Linked DNA regions of Astyanax mexicanus: region 2 is linked to region 1. The links are chromatin contacts, called in public Hi-C maps. All regions are on one chromosome and are shown on one strand. Each heading gives the region's core, a stretch centred on a gene start, on an enhancer-like site or on the middle of the called end of the contact. The rest is flanking DNA. Distances are from core to core; before and after follow the strand shown. Region 1 overlaps pard3aa (par-3 family cell polarity regulator alpha, a). Region 2 holds the start of pard3aa (par-3 family cell polarity regulator alpha, a).

What was found. Hi-C and Micro-C count contacts between places; a contact is called where the count stands out from the background.
Region 2: a Hi-C map of muscle shows a contact between it and region 1, with 16 times the contacts expected there. The contact joins the promoter of pard3aa here to the enhancer-like site in region 1. A contact is called at or near these places in 2 of 3 Hi-C or Micro-C datasets (both in muscle).

The regions. Positions count from the first base shown.
Region 1 is chr6:45,727,896-45,734,972 of AstMex3_surface, reverse strand. All of the region lies in intron 2 of pard3aa (par-3 family cell polarity regulator alpha, a), which reads left to right. Among protein-coding and RNA genes, the nearest start is that of pard3aa, 85 kb to the left of the region's middle. Within about 2 kb of position 3,097, the one cell type or tissue checked has an H3K27ac peak away from gene starts, as active enhancers do.
Region 2 is chr6:45,812,469-45,819,545 of AstMex3_surface, reverse strand. pard3aa (par-3 family cell polarity regulator alpha, a) reads left to right here and starts at 3,451. Exons shown (of 23, transcript XM_015602814.3): 1 at 3,451-3,778. The coding sequence starts at 3,659. It overlaps cul2 (cullin 2), which reads left to right. Exons shown (of 21, transcript XM_007238650.4): 21 at 128-849. The coding sequence ends at 259.

The DNA.
Region 1 (7,077 bases), core at 1,848-4,347:
CTGAAAAGAAAAACTGTCCTATGTTTGGGTTTCAGTGCAATTCCAATACAGTAAGTAAAATGGAGATTTATGTTACTAGCATTGACCTTAATTAAGCTAAGGGGAGAGTTTTTTGTTTAGTCTTTTTTTTTTTCCCTTAATTATTCTGAGCCCTGGTGGAATGCTTGCTTGTTTAATTGTTGCTGCACTTTACACATGTTTTAGAGGAACTTGTGTTTTTGTATTGTTTGTCAAAATAAAGTTACAATAAATGCATTTCTTTTACAAGGAACACATTTTACACATATTTATTTCATAATTGCTGTTTGTTTGCAGAATTTAACATATTACACACAATGTTGTTTGTGCAAAAGTATGGCAAATGTGTTGCTGTAATGCTTTTAATATGTTATGCTTTATTGTCCTAATAAGTTACATTTAGAAGTAAACATAAATGTTTTTGTTTACTTGCTTTTGCTTTGAAAATCAACAGAATATGTACTTTTATCTGCTTTTATTCAATGTATTGTAATGGTGTTATCTGGTAGATAATCTGTAAATTTTGTTCATTGTTCCTTTTCATTAATGTCATGATCTGTGGACCTTTAGGATTGTGATATAAACACAGTTGTTTGTATTCCTCTGGTTCACACCTAGTATAAGGCATGGTGCCAATAGGTACGTTTGTCCTTTTCTATTGGCGAAACTTCTATACAGTGAGCTCTTTATTAAGTTCAACATAATGTACAGCTGAATGCATTAATTAGGAGGAGTGTCACCCTCAAACGTGGACATTCTGTACGTACTGTTGTAGATGGTACTCATGAGACATGCATCAGCACCAGTGGGATCATACCCTGAGCTGAAGAGCTGTGCTGTTCAGACTGGAAGCTAATTACTCTGTCCGGTCCTGCTGTGCTCCCTGCGGCAGCTAGCATGCTAATCGCCTGGCGCAGTATTGAGGTTTTCTGCTTTGTGGCTTTTGCTCGTGTGGGTTTCATGTAAATCATGCGGTCCCGTTTGTTCAAATTCATATTTCATACGAGGCCCAAACAACTCCGAACGAGCGGAAATGTGCCTCTGAGCGAGGCGAGGACTGTATCTGCTAGCGTTTAAGCTGCTGTCATTTTAAATGCATGAGGGCTGCAGAGCTGCCAAACTGTAGTGTGTTATGCAACTCTGAATACATCACCCCAAAGAACAGCAGGGGAGCCTGGGCCGCTGCCCACAGCTCTCTCTGAAGAAGAAATTAGCCTGGCAATGAATGAGCAGGGGGCTTCTGTGCATTCTAGAGCCGGTAAAGAGGATGTGCTTTACTGTGCTCTGTACATGAGGACATGACACATTCTGATTTAGAAGTTTACATTTCTGCAAAAATGGTTCTATCTGTGTTAATGGATATTTCTCGGTCTGAACAGTGTTAATTTAGAAGAATGCTCTAAATTAATGCTCCAGCCAGCTGTGGTGCTTTTATTTGAATGGGTCTTGTCAGATTAGAACTAGGGCAGTCACGACTACTTTATTATTTGATTAAAATGACCTTTAAAAGTCAGCTTTGATTACTTAGCAGTTTAAGTGATGATGATGCATGTTTTAGATTTTCTCATTGCTTTATCCTACTGTGTGAAACAGAGCCAAATGGATACTTTTATCTTTTTGCCACATAATACTAGGGGCTTTTAAAAGCATTGTAGTTTCGAATTTCAAATTAATATTCTGTTATGGTCTCAATTACATTATTGCACATATAAATAAATAAATATAAAGCAAACGCTTAGAAATTACCTGTTTTGTCTGCATTGATTGCTAAAAATGTGAATACTAAAATACTTTTATTATAGCTTTCAGATAATCATACAGTTGTACTGTTCTTTTCCTAATTATTAATCACAATGAATAAACATCCACAGTGCAGGCTAGAAAACTTAAGGGAGCCCTTGGATATAATGGCCTGTAGACCAGCGATCCTTGTTGTTGGTGTGTTTCAGATCATCAGTATTTATGGGATACATTGGTTGCACTACCTTTTTCATGCAATAGCACCTTTATAATAGTAGGGTTTGAATTGTCCTAAAATTAGAACTTGGTCAATACTAAACAAGTCTTTTCAATAATTATTCAGTTTTTTTTATTTTAATGTCAGATGTTTTGGATTATCTTTAAAATTCACTGATTATATGGTGTCCAGGCCCTGAGGTTGAAAACCAGCTTAATCCATACTCCCTCCACCGTGCTTCACAGTTGGGGTGAGGTTTTAGTGTTTGTGTGAAGTGTTCATGTTCTTTTAGTAATGGTGTGCATAGAGTGATTTTGTAGGAATAACAACACTCCTGTATGTTCTGTGTAACAGATAATGGATAACCAGGTGCTTTGTAGTTAAACAATATATATGTAACTGCCTATATTATTGTTTTTGTGTTCAATTTAAAGACTGTCCCTTATTTTGTTGTTGTAATTTTTTGCCTTTTAATTTGTGCGTCTTTGAGAATCTTGAAAAGCGCTATATAAATAAAATGTTTTATTATTATTATTATTATTAATTTGTAGCCGATTCCAGCCTTTCTGTCACTCTTCTGAAAGCTGGTTTGCATAGGGATGTGGTTTTCTTAATCAGATTAAACAACCAGTCTTGTTGTGCCCTTCTTATTAATGCTTAGTGAACTCACATTTCCAATATCATATCATCTCCTTAACACATTTTGTCAGTTATCCCATGAATAAGTCAGATCAGAGAGCTTCACTTACTTTTTCTTGTCTGCGTCGTGAATGTGTACTCAATGTGCTCTAATAAAAGACATGGACACTAAAGCTCTTTGGTTTATAAGTGGTTTCGTCCCTAATTCCCAAATATTAGCTTTAATAAAAGGTCCATACGTACTGTTTATGTTTGTGACTTCGGTTTGCTTGGCCTGGAGTGTGTGTATATTATAAGCTTTTTTATGGATGAGAGGAAAGTGTCATACAGGTGTGTGTGTGTGTGTGTGCATGTGTGTTGAGAGCTGTTCCTCTCATCCTAGGAAAGGTAGACTCTTTTATTTGCTGGCTGCCATGGTAACGTGTCTGCTAGGACTTGGGCACACACACACACACACACACACATCTGCATCACTGCTGTGTGTGATGCCTCTGAGGACGACACCCCACCCTGCCCCCCTTCTCCCTGTTCATGCTGTTCTCTCTCATCTAAATAATGTGCAGTTGATTTACTGTAGAGAGCGATTTAGGTGCGATTTCCTGTACTTAGAGATAAGAACAGAAAACCTGTTCGGTTTTATAGAACTCAGTGAGCAGAAGCTGAAGCAAAATGGATTAAACATTGCAACAAACTTCACAACTACTTGTACTATTGAAGAACTAGAATATAGAATCCATGATTGTGCTCTATTGTCTTATTTGTAACTCACATTCATTAGTGTTGAGATGTAGTTGAATGGATCTATACTGTTTTCTAAAAGTCTTTCAGGGAAAAAAATATATATATTTTGAGTTTGAATGTTTAGCTACTCTAAAAGCATCAACCTGAACAAGCTAGATAACTAGTGTGACAAAGTTTTATCCATACTGGTTGTCCAGCATTACTGCTTTGTTCAATCAGCATCACCAAGCTGAATGACCAACATGACACCTCCAATCAACCAGTCACATTGACCATCAAAAACCAACTTAGCCCCTTAACATGCCTTGTTCCATATACGAGCTACAGGTGTAGGTGATATAAAACAAAACTAAAACTCTTTTCTGCAGTAAAATAACACTACAAGTAGTTTATGTGTTCAGATGCTCTATGTGGACAAAGTCATGCAACCTTACAATAATCACTTTAAATGAACTATAACAATAGAAGATATACGATTATCTTAACCAAAAAGAACTCATGGTGACGTATGGGTCACAGATGTTGAAAGTTCCTTACAGCTCACTGTAAGTCCTTTACTTATGAAGTCCCTAAGAGACATCTAATGAACATCCTAAGAGCATCACAGGACAGTTTGTAATTGATCTTATTTATAGAATGTTGGAGTGCTGGGTTAGCCCTGGAGGTAAAAATAGCTTTTACTTTTAAAAGTTTATTTGCGCTTCTACAGGTCTGTTCCAACAATTTTAACAATTAAAATAATTGAATAAAATGTTTTGCAGTCCATATGGCTAGTTCTGACAATTTTTTAAACAAAATGTTAAAAATACAACTCATGAAATTGTTGTTGTCATTCATGTTACATCAGGATTTAACCTAAAATTTGTACAGTCATTTTCCCTTCTGTCTCAATTAGATGAGCAATTAAATTAATTTAACTGGTTAAATAATTTTTTTTATCAATATTCAGAACTAAGCTTGGGTTCCTGTGCATTAAAACTAAGATGCTTTTGGGAAAATTAATGGTTTATTGTATGTTTGCTGGTGGGGATATTTGTCCTTGTAAATAAAGGTCAATATGGGAGATTTAATGTTGTTATTGATTGTGTATGTTGATAGTGTTTGTAATGTATAATACTCACACAGCAAACAGGGTTAAATCATTTTATTGATCTTCCACCATTGTTTGTTTAGGACATCAATAGATGGGGGTGCTCAGTGTAGGTTTGCATGTATTAAATATATATGGTGTCATTTGTAGCAGCTCCAGTGTCCTTTTAATTGCTGTTATTTTGATGTGATGTGACTCCTCATTAACACACACACACACACACACACACACACACACCTTGACACTGCATCTGCTCTGGACCCTGGTCTGCTACCGTTGAATGTGGGAGTTGCCTGGTTTTCTATTTAGGACTCTGTAATCATGTTTTGATATTCAGTGTGTTTAAGTCTGCGGGGGTCTGGAGTAGATTAATGCAGGTTATCTCCTGGGTAAAAACACTGATGTATGATGTACCGTTCCTGCTGAGCCCCCTGCCTGCCATTGTGGGTCATTGCAGGATGATATGACTAAGAAACATTCTTAGTGAAATATTTGATCTAGTTATAATATCTAGTAAGTGTTAATATTGCTTCCTTAGCTCTTGCTTAGAGTGTTTCAGTTTTCCTCAATTTAAAGGTGATAATTTTGCACACTTTACATTTTCCCATACTTAACAAATTTAATAAATAAAAAACAAAAATGATGAGTAATTAAATTATAGTTAAATCTAAAATCAGATGCACTAAGGGTAGTAGATTTTTTTTTTACATATATGTCTAAATGCTTTTATATGTTTGTTTCCACGTTTCACAATGAATGGACTAATGTGGACTAATGCTCCTAAATACCTTACCATTAAAGGTTTAGCTTGCTTTCTATTCTAAAAATAAATAATGTGTAGTGTGAGATTGTCTCAGTTTGTCTGAGTTATTGCAGCAAATCCAACAGTGAAGTGTTACAAACTACATAAGACATTGAAAGTGTGATGTATAAGTTGCACAGCTACACTGGCAGCAGACTTAAATAAGTTTAATGTTTCGGACCATTTGCATTTTTATTAATGCATCATCACCAGTACATTTGGTAAGGAGGAAACTGCTTCATCTTAAAGTTAGAGGGAACATGAGGGATGTTTAATTAAAGTGAAACAGTCCAAGATTATCCTTCTAATAATAAAAATAAAAATAACAAAAAATCCTAAAAGAATTAACATCTTTAAACCCATTAGAGACACCAAGATTTCTGTCACATCCCTGGAATAAAGAAGTGCACGCTGAAGTCTGGACTGTGGCTCTCCCAGCAGGGAAATCAGATTACAGCCTGGGATTAAAAGTGGAGATTAAATCAGTTACTGTAATTCAATTAGCAGGAGAGGTGAAGTGTTTGCTTAAATAATCCTAATTCTGAAATGGACATAAAATAAATGTGATGGCTGCATTCAAGCCCTTCCCCAGAAACTTTAAACTTTATTTAACTTTTTTAATAGTAATCTTTTACACAGTTATTCTGAATCAAGTGATTTATTGCTGGTATAGGTTTATTTTGTTTTTAAATGCTCTACATGCTTAAAGTCACAGAACAGCTGTTTGTAATGTCCTGGTAGGTTCTTGACATGTTCATCCTTAATGCCAGGCCTCCTTTTTTTAGTGCCTTGTGCTTCATAGAACAAACATCTTTCTAAACTTTCTAAGCAGTATACAGTTTCTTAACTCATTTCATTGTGAGATTCCTAACCAGAAGTCCTTTGCACTTCATCTTCAAGTATCTAGGTCAAAAACTCCTGAGATATATGTTCTTGCAGTATCTACTAGAGCTGGAATGATTAGTCGACATAATCAACAGTTTATCGAGGGTAGGGGGCAAGTTCTGCTCACTTTCTCAGTTCACACAAATACATTTGATGAAGCTATTAGGCCTAAGATTTATATTTGAGTTACATCAGTAATTATTTAATTTGCTATGAGACTGGACAAAAGAGTGAGCAGGTGAGGGCCATGCTCACAGTGATTGAAAAAGTCATTGACTAATTGACTAAAGGAAATTTTTTTTGTCAGATTAGTTGACTACCAAAATAATCATTACCTACAGGCACTACAGAATTAGGACCTTGTGAGAATGCAAATGCATTTCCCTTCCAATAAGTTCTAATACATATCACTGGTCATCCTTTTTTTGCTTCTTCCACCACCTTAAGCCAGTTCATGTGAAAGCCCAGTGAAGGGGTATGGAGGGAGCAGTGTGTGGCTCAGAGCACCGTGATGCTGTTTACAGTGTGTGAAACATGGCTGCCACCTCCTCTCCCTGTCTGGGTTTATGAACTTCAAGGACCAGTGACCTGTCATCCGTCAGGGCGGAGGGTGCGTCTGTCAGTGGGCAGGCTCAGACAGAAGGGTGGTTTGAGGTGCTCTGGCATGAGGAGCCACCTCCAGGCTCCAGACCTGTCTGTCTAAGTGGTTCTTGTTGTCAGAAGTGATGTTTGGTTCCTCAGTTGTCAGAAGACTGTAGTGCTTTCAGTGTGTCGAGCTTTCTGCATAGACAGGGTTTGTGTGTGTGTGGGTAAGTTATGATAATTACCAGACTGTGATTTCTTGAGCTGTAGCAATTTTCTACAGATTTTACAGTCACATGTTAATGCTATAACAAACAGAATTACATTTAGGAGTTGTTTTTATTCATTAAGCTGAGGGTGTAG
Region 2 (7,077 bases), core at 2,202-4,701, 84 kb before region 1:
TTGTACAGTATTTTGGACAGCTTTGACGTTTTTTTCTATAGTGAGAATAAACCCTTTTATTGTTTTTTTCCAAAAGGATGCATCACACAGTAAGCTTATTGTATGTTTCTCATCTCTCTGCTTCAAGGTGATCAACCAGTCTAAAGCCAGATTCAACCCCAGTATCAGCATGATCAAGAAGTGCATCGAAGTGCTTATCGACAAGCAGTACATTGAGCGGAGCCAGACATCTGCGGACGAGTACAGCTACGTCGCATAAAAGAATCGTCACTTGGCGGACAGATCGCAAATCATGTTCTTTTTTTTTCGGCTGTGGCTGGCTCAGGCTCTCTCCCGAAGGGAAGAAGCGGGACTGTGCCTCCATCTTATGTGGGGGGAGGGGGAGGGGCCTCCAAGTAACCAGGCAGCCATCAACACCCCCCACCTCCCCTCCAACCCACCCTTTCTGATTTTATGCTGTTTACATCACCAGTGCCACGCCCTAGAGCGTCAACGAAAACAAAAAAAAGAAAAATGCCTATAGCTATTCAAGTGAGAGCTGATAATACATTTTTAGACGATGTAATCGTAACCAGAGAAACCAAGAGAGCGAGCGGATGTGCCGAGCTGTGTCAGAATTTTAAAAAAGAAAAAAGTGTCAGAGAAAAACAACCATGCTTTCTTTTCTCACGTTTGCAGTTGTCGTGTGTTTTTCTTTTTTTAAATGTATCAAAGTAAGAGGAAAAAAAATATTGTAATAAAACCGTTATACTGATAATTGTATTTACTTTCAAAATGTAAAAAAGTAAACAAATAAGAGGTGACAAACATGATTCTGCTGCTTGTCCAATAAATACTTATAAAAGAAAATCTCACCTTTGTAAACATTATGTACACGGACATGCCAAAAGTCATGAGACAGGATCTAGCATTGTGTACCATGACTTTTGCCATGTCTCATGGAAGGTAAAGAAAGATGCACTGATTTGTTGGATGGATGTGTGTGTGTGTGTTGTCCTGCATTAACAATATATGATCAATACTAAACTAATATAAAATACTGTAATCCCACGATTTTTGGCATGTCAGTGTGGTAGACTGGGGCTGAATGAGTCAGATGGTTAAATAAATGGTTATGTGGAGACGTCCTGCCAGCTTCTCCACTGTTCTCAGGTGGCTATTTAATGTAAGAAAGTTCAGCTTCAAGCCCAGGACTCGTTTCATAGCTCGCTCTGTGCTACCTCTTGGCTAAGGATTTTCTCTAAATCAGCTCCATATGAGGAGATCTGATCAGTCCCATATTCCACTCAGCGTACGTCATGAGTAAAGCATGTTCAGTGTACTGACAATTATATTGTCATTTGATTTAAGAGACTACGTTTTGCGGTTTATCTGATGTCATTTTAGTTTGACAGAAAAAAAAAGAATCACAAATAGGACATGAACCAGTGACTTGAAGAGTTTGTGTAGAGCACCAGTAGGAGGCAGAGAAGAGTAACTGAAAAGACCTGCCAAAAGGAGAAATAGAAAGTTCAGGAACACTCACTGAAATGTGGATATACAGGGTGAATACCCTTTGAATTTATTAGTTAGAGAAGTAATTCTTACATTATGGTTTTAGAAACAACCCAAAATGTTTATAATAAATCTGTCCTGCTTATATGGAAGCAATTTGTTTTTCATTACAAAACTAAAATTTGTTTTACTTAGACTTGATGTATTTCTTTATTTATAAAGGCACCTAAAATAACATAACTTCTAAAATAAATAGTAAATAAAAAATCTCACCAATTGGAGAATTGTTTGATTAATAGTTATTAATTGGAAGTGCCCATAAACATGGGTGTCAGGAAGGAGGAACAGTTGTAACTCCTATATCTCATCATTACAGGTGCTGTATTGAGCACAAACCTTAGACATTACACACAACAGCACTTAGTCAAGTCACATGTTCCATCTAAAGCACCAGGTTTTAACTCTTGTCCGGGTCTGGATACTTTTTTTCTCAGAAAGCTTTCAGCACACTTTGCTTGTCGTGACACGTCTGGTAATATAATGTCATTTCTTGTAAAGAGGTCTCATTTTCCATTAGAAGCTTTCACACAACATGTGGAATGATGTTACAAACTCATATCCATATTTTTTATGTCTATATTGTATTTTGCTGTCTACATCTTGAATGTAAGTATGAATGCTGTTGTTGTCTCTATCATGATTAGACCTTTTTCATTCCACAAATCAAAATCCTCCCTAGATATGCCTTGTCACTAGTTTACTCACATTTTAGGCCTCAGACTTGGACAGACACGTTTCCTCAGATTGTTTAAAGAATTCCTAATGCAGGTTGTATGGTTTATGCTTTTCCACTATGTAATCTCAGTGAAAACTTAAAAGAATAGTTCAGTAAAAAAAAGTCATTTTTTTATTCCAAAATTAGTCAAACAGCTAAGACATGTTTGGTAACTTAAATTTGCTTTTTTTTTTTTACTTAAATTTTTGTTTTTTAAGATACTCTCTAAATTATTGGGTTATTGGCTGCATGGTAGTAATAGGGTGTCAGGGTGCTCAGTTTAGCCATAAAGCCTAAGCCTGAGGCCAAGCCAATAGAAGAAGAGCTAGGGGTCAACCCCTATTGGACAGTCCTGAACCTTTGGTTACTGAGCTAATTGAAAATCCTACCTTGTTTCATCAGCCTTGAAGATACGTTTGAAGTAAAGAAAATATGTGTTTTTACTGTTCAAGAGAAAGTGGCCACCTAATGGCTCACTAATGGCTCTATCCGAAATCTCAGAAAATAAATAAATAATATGGGCACAATTTGTTTACTTTGTTTACTAAAAATATATAAATACAGCCCTGAAAAAATAAGAGACCACTTAAAAATGATGAGTTGCTTTAATTTTACCAAATTGAAAACCTCTGGAATATAATCAAGAGGAATATGATGATCACAAGCCATCAAACCAAGCTAAACTGCTTGAATTTTTGCACCAGCAGTGGCATAAAGTTCCAAAATCCAAAAGCAGTGTGTAAGACTGGTGGAGGAGAACATGCCAAGATGCATGAAAACTGTGATTAAAAACTTTATGAATATGAATTTGTTTTCTTTGCATTATTTGAGGTCTGAAAACTTAAACTCAATCATTTTTTTTCAGCCATTGATCATTTCCTGCAAATAAATGCTCTAAATGACAATATTTTTATTTGGAATTTGGGATAAATTTTGTCTGTGGTTTGTAGAATAAAACAGCAATGTTCAGTTTACTCAAACATGTACCTAAAATAGCAAAATCAGAGAAACTGATTAAAAAACTGGAGTGGTCTCTTAATTTTTTTCCCAGAAATGTATATGTGTAAATAGGCTGTTACTGGGAATGCCCTATGAATGTGTGTGTGTGAGAAAGTAGAAAGGAGGAGGAGAAACTGTGAGTCAGTGCTCGACTTGCCCAACCCATTCACTGCGTTTACACACACACACACACACACACATACACAGACAGACAGAGAGAGAGAGAGAGTCTGGCAGTGGCTGAACAGGTGGGTCCTGTAGTGGAGCTGTGAGGTATGGAGGGATAACGCAACGCGGCTGTGTGGATATAATGTATCTGCTGTGTTTGGAGGCGAGGCTCCGAGTGTAAACCCGCCGTCGCTCCGGACTCTCCGGGCTCCTGAGAGGAATATGAAAGTGACAGTGTGCTTCGGGAGGACCCGGGTGGTCGTTCCGTGCGGAGACGGGAATATTAAAGTCCACAGCCTGATCCAGCAGGCGGCCATGCGCTATAAGAAAGCTATAGCCAAGGTAAGAGCCTCTGAATTTATTTGGTTTTCGCCCCTTTTCTCTCCTCTGAAGGTGGAAAACTGCTGCAGCTCCTCAACATGGCGCTTCTCTGGCAGAAGAACAGGCAAGAGAGCCGGAGAAAGGGATATTTAGCTTTATTTATCTCTGTTCTCCTGAGAAAAGTGGTTTTAATTTGGGTTGAGCTTGTTTTTAAGAGTGTTTGGTGTTGACAGTTTGGGCTGGTGTGTGAATGTTTGTTTGTTGATTCACAGAAACAAAGAAACAAAACTTCAGTCAGCAAATATGTAACAGTTTGTATGCATATATGTATCCACTTCAGACAACAGATAGCGTTAGACTGATTTATATGTCTCTATGTCTGTGTTTTTGGTGCACTTCTTTTACTTCTAAGAGAAGTTAGACTTGTAAAAGAGAAGCTCTCTGTTGGTTTGGCTCCTGGTTTTTCCCATGAGGTGAGGAAACTTCTCCTGGCCACCAGGAGGAGGTTTGTTTGGGAGCTGAGTTTATTGGAGGGAAGATTTAACCACCTTCTTGTGAGTTTGTGTTTGACTTTACCGATTTTTTCTTAAACTGGGCCATGTTTAAACAAAAAAAAAACAAGCTTTTCTTAAGTTGGAATGGTTTGGGTCAATGTGGCTGCAAACATTAATTCCAAACAAACAGCCATAAGCAGCAGCAGCAGCAGCACACCTGATTCCACTTGGTTAATCAGGTGGTCAGTCCTCAAACAGCTGACCACGTGTGCTTTAGCTTGGCTGCAAGGAAAGCATGCAGTCATAAAAACACAATATTGAGCAATTAGAACAGATCTGACACCCCTCTTCTGACCAAAAATAGGCATTTAATGTTAAATTCTAGGATAACGTTTGGAGACCCACGAGTTTGTTCCGTCACTGTAACTTTTACTGTGTTCAGGTTTATGACTGTTTGGTGCAAAATTAGAAAATTGGGTGTAAAACCTCATTAGTATATTTTATCTTATATTTGGCATGGTAGAAATTAGAAGAAATATGTTTTCATCTTTTTTTTCTGAAGATTATTCAAAAAAATACATTTTCAAATAAAAATCTTTTTTTTTTTACAATATCTATATTTTTGTGACAGATTAAATACTGTTTATTTTTTTCTGATATTCAGATTGTGACGGGGAGAAATAAAAAAAAACGATTAAACAATTCTTCTCAGAATATTAAAACATTTTTTTTTTCATTTCTCTGCCAAGAGAGTTATGAAGGTTTACACCAAATGTTCTATTTTTTAATTTAGCCTCGCATAATAGTAAAACTAAACTCTGGTCCATGTGACCCTAAAACTGTGAGATTTTGTAGGTGGTGTGATCAGTGTTTTTTAAGTCCTGTTCGTGGTGTTTCCCCTGCTTCTTCTGATCTAACTAATTTAGCCATTTGCAACCGTTTACAACCCCTTTCATAGTTCTAGTGGTTGTGTTAAATCAGGTACAATACTATTATGAGCAGGGATGTGTGCCCTCAGGAACATGTCCTGGAGTTAGATGTCCTGCACGTTTAACTAGTCAACTCATTAACTAACTATCTATTTAGAGTTGTAGTGAGTGTTTTACAGCATGAAATGCACTGAAATTTCACTGTGTTAGACAAGATGTACCATGATTGTCATGATGTCTTTAGCGTTTTTTCTCCTCCAAACACTTCTGACTCTACCCAACAAACCCTTTGTGATGTTAATAAGGACATGCAAGAGCAGGCAGAATGAGAAAATTCATAATGGCAAACTCATTTCAGGAGCAGGCTTGGGAAACACTGCCTTATAGAATTAGCTACTCTTAATTCCTAATGCTGTTGAGGATTTCCAGTGAACTCCTAAACTTACTGACTTAGGCTTAAACTTTGTGTTCTCTAAATTGTATTACGTTGTTTGAGCATTAAGGAGCTTTCAGAAGTGGCCCCCTGCTGCACTGTCTAAGAAGCTCTCTCGTAAAATACGTTTAATTAAAGTCATTAAAGTAATTATGTTGACATGAGAAGACTCTTCTTGGGGGCAGATGTGCAGATAGATATCGTGGAGGGTGAGTGAGGGAGAGAGGAATCTTGATAGCAGGCATAACAAGCATTAGTACACTGATAATAAGTAATGCTTCATATGTAACCATTATAATGTAATATTTAGCTTTGGGCTCACATAATCTGCCCAGTTCTGAACAGCTGAGGCTGTTAATAATGCTGTCAGGTCCAGACTCTGTTCTGCAGGCTTTGAATTCTTTGGTAAACCAGTGCTGGTATTGCCAGGATACCCTTAAAAAATAGTTCACATTGCCCTAGAATGGAAAATTATGCAGAGGCCTTGCTCCCTGCATTCCTGTTAAAAACTTGGAAAAAGAGCATACTGGTCTTTATGTAATAAAACATTGGGAATGGGCTCTGGGAGAGTGATTAGTTCAGAGGAACATAGCATACATTGTCATCATACATGTCTTATTTGGTTATCGTCATTTTTTTAAGCAAGCTGTAACTGATATGTAACATCTGTGGTTGTGATGGTGCATTTAGTTTAGATGGGTATCAGTATTGAGCTGATCTCAGCAGAAAATGCTAGATTGAATATCAGTCTGAGAAAAAAGAAGCAATCTGATCCAATTCAGTAGCAAATCTAACCTAAAATAACAAACACTCTCCCTGTGATGATGTTACACTCACAGCAAAATGGGTTTTATATGGTACTAAAGACTCAGAATATTGGTTGATCCCTTCCCAATGTTAAATAATGATCTATATTATTTATATGCAAAAGTTTAAACCTTGATCCATTATTGCTTGAGTGCAGCTGTACATTTCATGTTGAGGATTGGTGGCTTAGTTTATTTTAAAGCAGCAGAGAATTTAGCCAAAGTCAAATAGTTTAATTCACGTTGTGTATGCAGCATTAAACAATTCCAGCAAAAGGTCTGGTGCAGCTCCACCGAAGTTCTATAAAGCAGTAGCAGTAGTCCAATTTTTTATATAATATATTTTTTATAAATATATATATATATATATATATAATTAAGTTGATGCCTTTTGCAACCTCTGAGGTTTAAAAAATGAGTTTGGCCTTAGTATTGGTGTGAGATTGATACTCCTTTAATATTCATTTTGTTATATCATTTAAAATAAATGGCTGTTTCCCTGGCTTTTTAATGCAGAATTGCAGTAGCTGAAAATTATAAATCATTTTTCACTGCAGTATGAAACTTGAGCCTTGTTGGCTTGGCGAGACCTCATGTCTCAATATGCCTTTCAAACAAAAGCTTTACTTACTCCCAGCAGAATCATGCCCTTCTGCAG